Regions from separate parts of the Xenopus tropicalis genome. Here region 2 is linked to region 1. A link is a contact called in public Hi-C data. All regions are on one chromosome and are shown on one strand. The core of a region is the stretch at or near the end of the contact, and the rest is flanking DNA. Distances in the headings are between cores, read along the strand shown. Region 1 holds the start of dpcd (deleted in a mouse model of primary ciliary dyskinesia). Region 2 holds the start of fgf8 (fibroblast growth factor 8).

Region 1 (3,922 bases), core at 640-3,139:
ACTGAGCATATATATATACAAACAGTTCCTAACACCCACTCTCACTGTGCTGTGGCTGGTAACACTTCCTAGCACCCACCCTCACTGTGCTGTGGCTGGTAACACTTCCTAGCACCCACTCTCACTGTGCTGTGGCTGGTAACACTTCCTAGCACCCACTCTCACTGTGCTGTGGCTGGCATTTACATTCTTCCATAAGCTCTTACATTGCCTTGTGACCACAGGCAAAGGTGACACACACACACATATGGGAGTTGCACACATACACATAAACTCTGGATACACACTTATCTACCTATGGGCGAGGTCACACTTAGGGGCTGATTTACTTACCCACGAACGGGTCGAATGGAGTCCGATTGCGTTTTTTTCGTAATGATCGGTATTTTGCGATTTTTGCGTAGCGTTAAAACTTACGCGAAAAGTTGCGCATTTTTCGTAGCGTTAAGTTTTAACGCTACGAAAAATGCGCAACTTTTCGCGTAAGTTTTAACGCTACGCAAAATGCGCAACTTTTTACGCAACTTTCGTAATGGATACGGAAAACTCGCGTTTTTACGCAAAAATCGTATTGGTAACGAAAAATTCGTACAGAATCCGAAAAAATCGCAAAACATAGGAAAAAGTCGCAAAATGTTCGTTTTCAAGTCGGAACTTTTCCAATTCGGGTCGGATTCGTGGGTTAGTAAATCAGCCCCTAAGTGTATATATCCTTCTCTCAACCCTACGTTTTTCAAACAGGCTGAGAGAAGCAGATCTGCTTCCCTATGCTTTTGGGTTTTTTTCCCGTGTGCCCACACTCAGGCAGTTGCCATAACCTTTAATGCAGGCACACAGAGAAGCACAAGAAAGCAGATCCGCTTCTCTCAGCCTGGCCGAAAAAACGCAGGATTGAGAGAAGTGGGTATGCGCTTTGTGTGACCTCGCCCTAAACTAAAAAAAAAAAATGAGACATTAAGCCCCTAGGTAAGAATAGAAGGATTTGATTGGGGGGAGATCAAATATGAGACTTGTTTGTTATATGCTTGTTATTATGCATGGGATTAGTTGTCCTTTATTGAACTAAACCTGCAGGTCCTGTTGTAAATCATCTTTGGTTATGGGACTATTAACTGACAGAACCTAACAATTTGGTCTAAAACCTTATCCCCAGCCAGTGTCCTGTGAGCAACATGGGTGTTACTCCCAGTGGCCTCAAAGCAGGGGCTTATTTTTGAATTATTGACTTGGAGGCAAGTTTTGGTTGCATAAAAACCCAGTGTAAAGCCACACAGAGCCTTCTCTTGGCTGCCAGCCCACATAGGGGCTACCAAATAGCCAATCACAGCCCTCCTGAATTTCTGCTTATGTATCCTCAGTTATCAGTTCAGCAGTTCCCCTGCGAGTTTGTTCAGCTTTACCAGGCTACTGGCTGGACATAGTTTACATGTTTATGGCCTAAGATTTTAAACTCCACCAGGGCAGTGTATTGAATATAATCTGTGTAGGCGCTATACAAATAAAGCATGGGATTTGGTTATTGAGGAGGTTGAATGAATGAATATGGTTAACGTTAGCTCTATATCTTTCTCACAGCATTAAAGCCCAAGCCGATGTGACTGCGTTCCCACAAGAACACTCACCATCCTGTAAAATGCACGTTTTCTGCGCAGCCTTCAGACTCTCCAGCCAGCTTGGAAGCGCCATCTTGGAACCTGTCACACGCGGGGCCGAGTTACTATAGCAACCCAAAGCTTGCCGGCCTCTTAGGCAAACCGACCTGAGTTGCCATAGTAACGCAGCGGACTGCCTTGTAACGTGTACACAAAACCTATCAACATACCTATCCCAAAATATAAAACGTCTCTACAAAGCTACTGCTGTAACGGGATATTATATATTCTCTTATTATCGGGCTCATTAAGCAATGGACTCCGGTGACCACTTCCGAGTCATCCGGATACGGAAGTGACCTAATTAAATGTCCGTGTATGTTTATAGATGTGGTGTTGAACTCTAGTAAGTGAATGTGAGGGGGGGACAAAGCGATAAGTTACTGTTTGTTTCTCTGTTTGGGGCGCTGTGTGTGTATTTTCCATGTAACTATTTGGGCGCAGTGATCTATAGCAGTGATATATAGAATCGTGGAACTACATCTCCCTCCGAGATGGCTGGAGAGCTGCTGGGGAAAGAAAATAACACATAATCACACATTAAACCGTACTGTTACTTAGGGTTTGGGTTCCATAAGAGAAAGTATTGATTACCTTCCTTAGTGTAGCTGTTTGTATAGCAGAACATTAGGCAATCACAATGGTCTGTTATTAAGTGTACTTATATTATTTGCTACTGTTTATTGCTTGGGGTGGGGTGGGGTGGGGTAGGGTAGGGTGGGGGAATAATGCCAATTTTACTAGAAGGACGAAAAGATTGATTTAGCAGCCCTGGGTTCATTTTGTGGTAACCCTAGCCACTGGTTCCTATATATAAGCCCACTGACTCTGAGGGCAATGGGGAGATTCCCTTTGGTGGAAAAAGCTCCATTGACTTTATTGGTCAATGGGAGGTCAAGAAATGCCTCCCATTGGGGTTAACAGTAATCACCAGTCCAGACGATACCATAAAAAAAAGTAGAGGGCAATTGTGAGTTTTACTGCCTCCCCACTGCCAGTCTCTCTGTGCCATTGCCAGTAAGCTGGCCATATGTGGGTTGATATTGTAAGCCAACTCTGCCTCTCTTGGCAGTCTGCAGCCTAATGGCCGATGCACAGGGCAAAAGCGATGATCTCCCTACCTGTATCTACTCAGGGTTTGGCCAGGTAATGATATTTCTGGCAGGAAACTCCCATCAGGCAGATGCTACATAGAAACACAGTCCTTTCTTAATGACTCTGCCCGGGTTGATAGTTTTGGCTGGAAATCCCATCATCAGGTAACCCCAGTCTGCGAGTTAAAGCCACATATAGGGGCTGATTTACTAATCCACGAATCCGAATGAGAAAAATTCGGATTGGAAAACTAACATTTTGCGACTTTTTCGTATTTTTTGTGATTTTTTTCGTAAATTGTCGCGACTTTTTCGTAACCGTTATGACTTGCGCGAATTGTCGCGACTTTATTATAGCCATTACAAATTTCGTGAATTGTCGCGTCTTTTTCATAGCCATTATGACTTTTGTGAATTGTCGCAACTTTTTCATAGCCATTATGACTTTCGTGAATTGTCGTGACTTTTTCATAGCCATTATGACTTTCGTGAATTGTCGCGACTTTTTCATAGCCATTATGACTTTCGTGAATTGTCGCGACTTTTTCATAGCCATTATGACTTTAGTGAATTGTCGTGACTTTTTCATAGCCTTTACGACTTTTGCGAATTGTCGCAACTTTTTCGTATTGAGCGATCGAAAAAGTCGCAAAATACAGATCATTACGAAAAAAACACATTCAGACGCTTTTCGGACGTTCGTGGATTAGTAAATCAGCCCCATAGTGTACAGACTGGGAACCCGCAACACAAATTTAATATAACACATGTTTCAGAGTAAATTTACATGCAGATTGCCTGGTTGCACTATAAGTAGTTCAGTCTGCTGCTGTAATTATTAGAAAACCATACAGGATTTCTATTCCATATCCACTTTTAAAAGAAGAGTTGGCAGTTCTTGCTTTAGTGAATGTAAATTCAGATGATAAAATGTTAGTTGGATCTGGTAAAATTGTAGGTTACACCCAACTCTTCATATGAATGACAGGTAATAAATATAATAATGAATATATAACCAAAATAATGTTTTTGTTTTACCATAGGAATTGAAGCTACTTGACTGCACTCTTGCCAAATTGCCCTTAATTTTGCTTAAACGCTAGTCTGAAGGAGACACTGAGGAGACACTAACTTTGCAAGAGGTTTTCCTTGTAAGTACTACTCATACAGTATTGC
Region 2 (3,922 bases), core at 763-3,262, 240 kb before region 1:
AGGCAGGGTGAGTGGGGCTGGGAGCAAGGGCTCACAGCTCTATTTTATTCATCGGCCACTTTATTGTTTAGTTTTCAAAGTCAAAACCTAATCCAATTAATCCGTCTCCCACATTTCCATAGAACGGAGCAGCCGATTGTCCCAATACACAAACTGTAGCACTGAAAGGCTCTCTCCCAGTCCTCAGCCCCTTGGGTGCAGTGTACCTGTGTCTGGTTTGCCTGAGCCCATCTGCACAACTCAGCCCTAAAGGTCCTCTATAGAGGGAACCCAAGGAATACTAATGGACTTCACACTTTCAGAACCCTCCGAATTTTCCTTAATTCCACTGTGCCATGATTAAAAAATTCTCACTACCCGATGGGAGAGATTAGCTGTTTGCAGATAAAACGTGTGAACTGCCCAAAGCCCACGGATAAGCCAATTGCCGCAGTGACAAAGTTCTCTACATGGTGCTACTTTTTGGTCTTATAACACATTCATTATAGAACATTAATGGACCTGTTGCTTTTCATACTCTAAAGTGCACTAAAGTGTTATGTTTTGCGTATATATTTATTATTTTCTTAAATACGCCTGCATTCTTTGTGAATCTACAGAGAGATGGATAGATAGATCGATAGCTAGCTAGATAGATAGATTATAGATAAAGATAAATATACTTTTATATGCCTGCATTTTTTGTGAATCTAGAGAAATGGATATAGTTAGATAGAAAGATGATAGATAGATGATAGATAGATAGATAGATAGATAGATAGATGATAGATAGATAGATAGATAGATAGATAGATGATAGATAGATAGATAGATAGATAGATAGATGATAGATAGATGATAGATAGATAGATGATAGATAGATAGATAGATAGATAGATGATAGATAGATAGATGATAGATAGATAGATAGATAGATAGAAAGATAGATAGATAGATAGATAGATAAAAGATAGATAATAGATGATAGATAAATAGATCATTGATAGAAATACTTATATTCGCTTGCATTCTTTTTGAATGTATAGAGATTGATATATATATATATATATAGGCAGATAGATAACAGATAGATTAGATGGATATGGGTTAAGCTAGATGGATATATAGACAATTGGTCAGGCCGATTAAACGATTGTAGGTGTACTAGTCCCTCTATAAAACAAATCCACCATCTGCATGTATTAAGCTATGTACATATACACACACTGTGCTTTAACCTTGTTGCAGTCACTTGTTCCCGAACTGCTGAATTAGAGATTTTACCTTTCAAGTGGAAATGGGTAATTGGGGATTTAAATGCCCTCTCTAACCCATCTGTACAATGGAGTGCATCCTGTGAGCCTAGATATACAAGGGGGGTGGTTTCCAGCTCCATCCTCCCACATTTAACCCAGGACAGATGAGAAGGGAGTTTGACATTGGAGAGTTCAGGACAAGAGGAGGGACAAGGGCTGATCGCTGGCAATCACTTCACTTAGTGCTCAATGAGACAGCGGCCAACACACAGACTCACACTCTCTCAGGGCTATCAGGAGGTCTCTGAGCCGCAGCCACTCAGCCAGGTTGTTCTATTGGCCGGTGGGATCGCAGCTTGTGCATAGAAGGAGAAAGCCTTACTCATCAACACTTTCATCATCAGCTCTCACACACCAAGCGCTGCCTTCAGCCCAACACAACGTCATTTTGGAAGCGAGAGAGCGAGAGAAAGTGATCCTCCCAGGTTGGGAAGTAGCTCGCATTCTTACTCTGACTTTGCGCTCTGACTTTGCGCTCTCTCTCTCTCCTGAGCGCTCAAGCTGACAGCGCTGCGCCTACATCTGCGCCTTGGGACCGGGGGGCCGGCACAGCACTGGGACAATTGTCAGCGCATCTCGGCTGTTTCTTTTCTCACTTGGAGGCAAGTGGCAGGGGAGCCGTGTGAGCTCCGCACCAGCTGTAGCGCCGGAGGGATTGTACCGATACGCCAGGGGGCTGCTCTCAGGCTCTCCCCATCACTATCATTACTATTATTGTTATTATCAGCATCATTATTTGGGAAGTCGCTGCGTCTGTTTCGGACAAGGAGTGCAGCGTGTTTCTACTCACCCCCCCCGTCTCCCTGGCTGTGGCTCGGTGCCCTCTCTTCCAGACTCGGCTGCCTGGCCAAGGGGATGGGCGGAGGGAACTGCGGGAGCTCCCGGGACTAGGAAACGGCAGCGCTGCACCTTCCCCTGCTACCAGCCGGGCAGCTCATCGGCCGAGCAGCCGCTCCACTGCAATCCGACTCCCTGGGACTATCGGGCAGCCCGACAGGCAGAGGCACCCAGCAGGGCAGGATGAGCTACATCACCTCCATCCTGGGCTATCTGTAAGTATTGGGGCACCCAGCACCCACATTGCTCCCACTCTGCCCGCACCCTGCTTGCTAACTGGACCTTCTCTTCTATTTTTACAGGTTACTGCACTTGTTTGTCATCTGCCTACAAGCCCAGGTAAATTGAATTTTTATTTTCTATCCTCTGCTACTTGCATGTTAATGTTTTTTTTTTTTCAATTGGCTCAGAGTCAGGTTCACTTTAGACTTTTTTTACTATTATATTTTCTTCCAAAGAGCCGAATTATAATATCAAATCCAAATTCACTGCCAGTCTAATGTGCAGAATGAGCTGCTAAACCAATATTTGGGGTGCCTGGTTCTCCCACTAGATTAGGGGTCACTGGGTATCATTTCTGCAGTACCCACACTTCCCTTACTAGTAATTAGAACTGATCTTACTGGATAAGATTTATAGGGACTTGTCTTTGGATCTGTGCTGTAGGAACCAGCCTTAGGAATGTTAGGGGCCTAAGTTGTAATAATTAAACAAAAAACTCATTATCAGGGCAATATTGTTCTGTGATTTGCTGGGACAGATCAATAGTGGCCCTAACTTATAGATATCAGGGCCAGTAAGGAAACATGGAGATTAAATGCAGAGTTTTTTTTTTTTAGTTATCAACTGTTGCTCTGCTCTGCTGTATATCTATACAGTTCCCATTCATGTGATAATTTAAAATGAAAGGGAGCATCAAACTATGAAGAGCTATTTTAAAAAAGAAAAAGAACTGTTTGGATCTCATAGGGAGAGGAGCAAGAAGCGTATGGCAAGCAGACCTTCTCCATATGTTGCCCACATTGGAGCTGGCATCGGCATCTAAACATATTGTCCATGCAAGAGCTGGAAGAATAGGCTCACCCACCGAAAGAGAGGGTATAAGGAGGGAGAGTGAGGCACCGAGGGGAGAGGGAAGCTGAAATTGTCAGGCCTGTGCATAAAATACTGCAGACTTTGTGAGGTATGGGCTGTTCCTGAGATGTTAAATCTCTGATTTGTTATGGGGATTGCAGCTTGAGCTGGCTCATTGCCCCCAAGGGTGAAAGTCGCATCTTCTTCCCATTTTCTCAGAATATATCTTTATAAATGTCACAGCCAAGCACCCTTCTGTAAGGTTTAAATATTGCTTAGCCTCCCTGCAAGGAAAGCCTTATTCTGCACTGGCATGGCGAGTGTTACACTATGGCTCACTAGTGAACCTTACTCTTGTGCATGTTTCAACTCAAGTGTAAAATTATTTTATGCTAATGCAGCTTATGGCATTGTTTTTCTATATTGTGATCATAAATAGAACCAATAAATGCTTTATCACTAGATGTTGGGCCAGGGAGGTAGGAGAGTAAGGTTATTTCTCAATATATATAGTTGTTAAACTGCAAGTCCTAGGAGATACTGGGAGTTGTAGTCTATCAGTTGTAGTCTTATCCCCCACATCTGAGCAGGTTAATGTGAGTTTCTAAACTGAAATGCTTGTCAGTCGTTTCAGATATTTATAAACCTCCAGCCCATTCCGCACTGCTGAGTAGCAATAACAATCCCAATCAATACAATAGCTGGAGAGGGCCTTG

What was found. Hi-C and Micro-C count contacts between places; a contact is called where the count stands out from the background.
Region 2: a contact with region 1 is called in a Hi-C map of brain, with 2.6 times the contacts expected there. The contact joins the promoter of fgf8 here to the promoter of dpcd in region 1. A contact is called at or near these places in 2 of 5 Hi-C or Micro-C datasets (brain and tailbud embryo).

What each region holds. Positions count from the first base shown.
Region 1 is chr7:30,779,545-30,783,466 of UCB_Xtro_10.0, reverse strand. dpcd (deleted in a mouse model of primary ciliary dyskinesia) reads right to left here and starts at 1,889. Exons shown (of 6, transcript NM_001102805.1): 1 at 1,623-1,889. The coding sequence starts at 1,686. poll (polymerase (DNA) lambda) reads left to right here and starts at 1,969. Exons shown (of 11, transcript NM_001100246.1): 1 at 1,969-1,998; 2 at 3,790-3,897.
Region 2 is chr7:31,019,345-31,023,266 of UCB_Xtro_10.0, reverse strand. fgf8 (fibroblast growth factor 8) reads left to right here and starts at 2,012. Exons shown (of 5, transcript NM_001008162.1): 1 at 2,012-2,347; 2 at 2,435-2,471. The coding sequence starts at 2,316.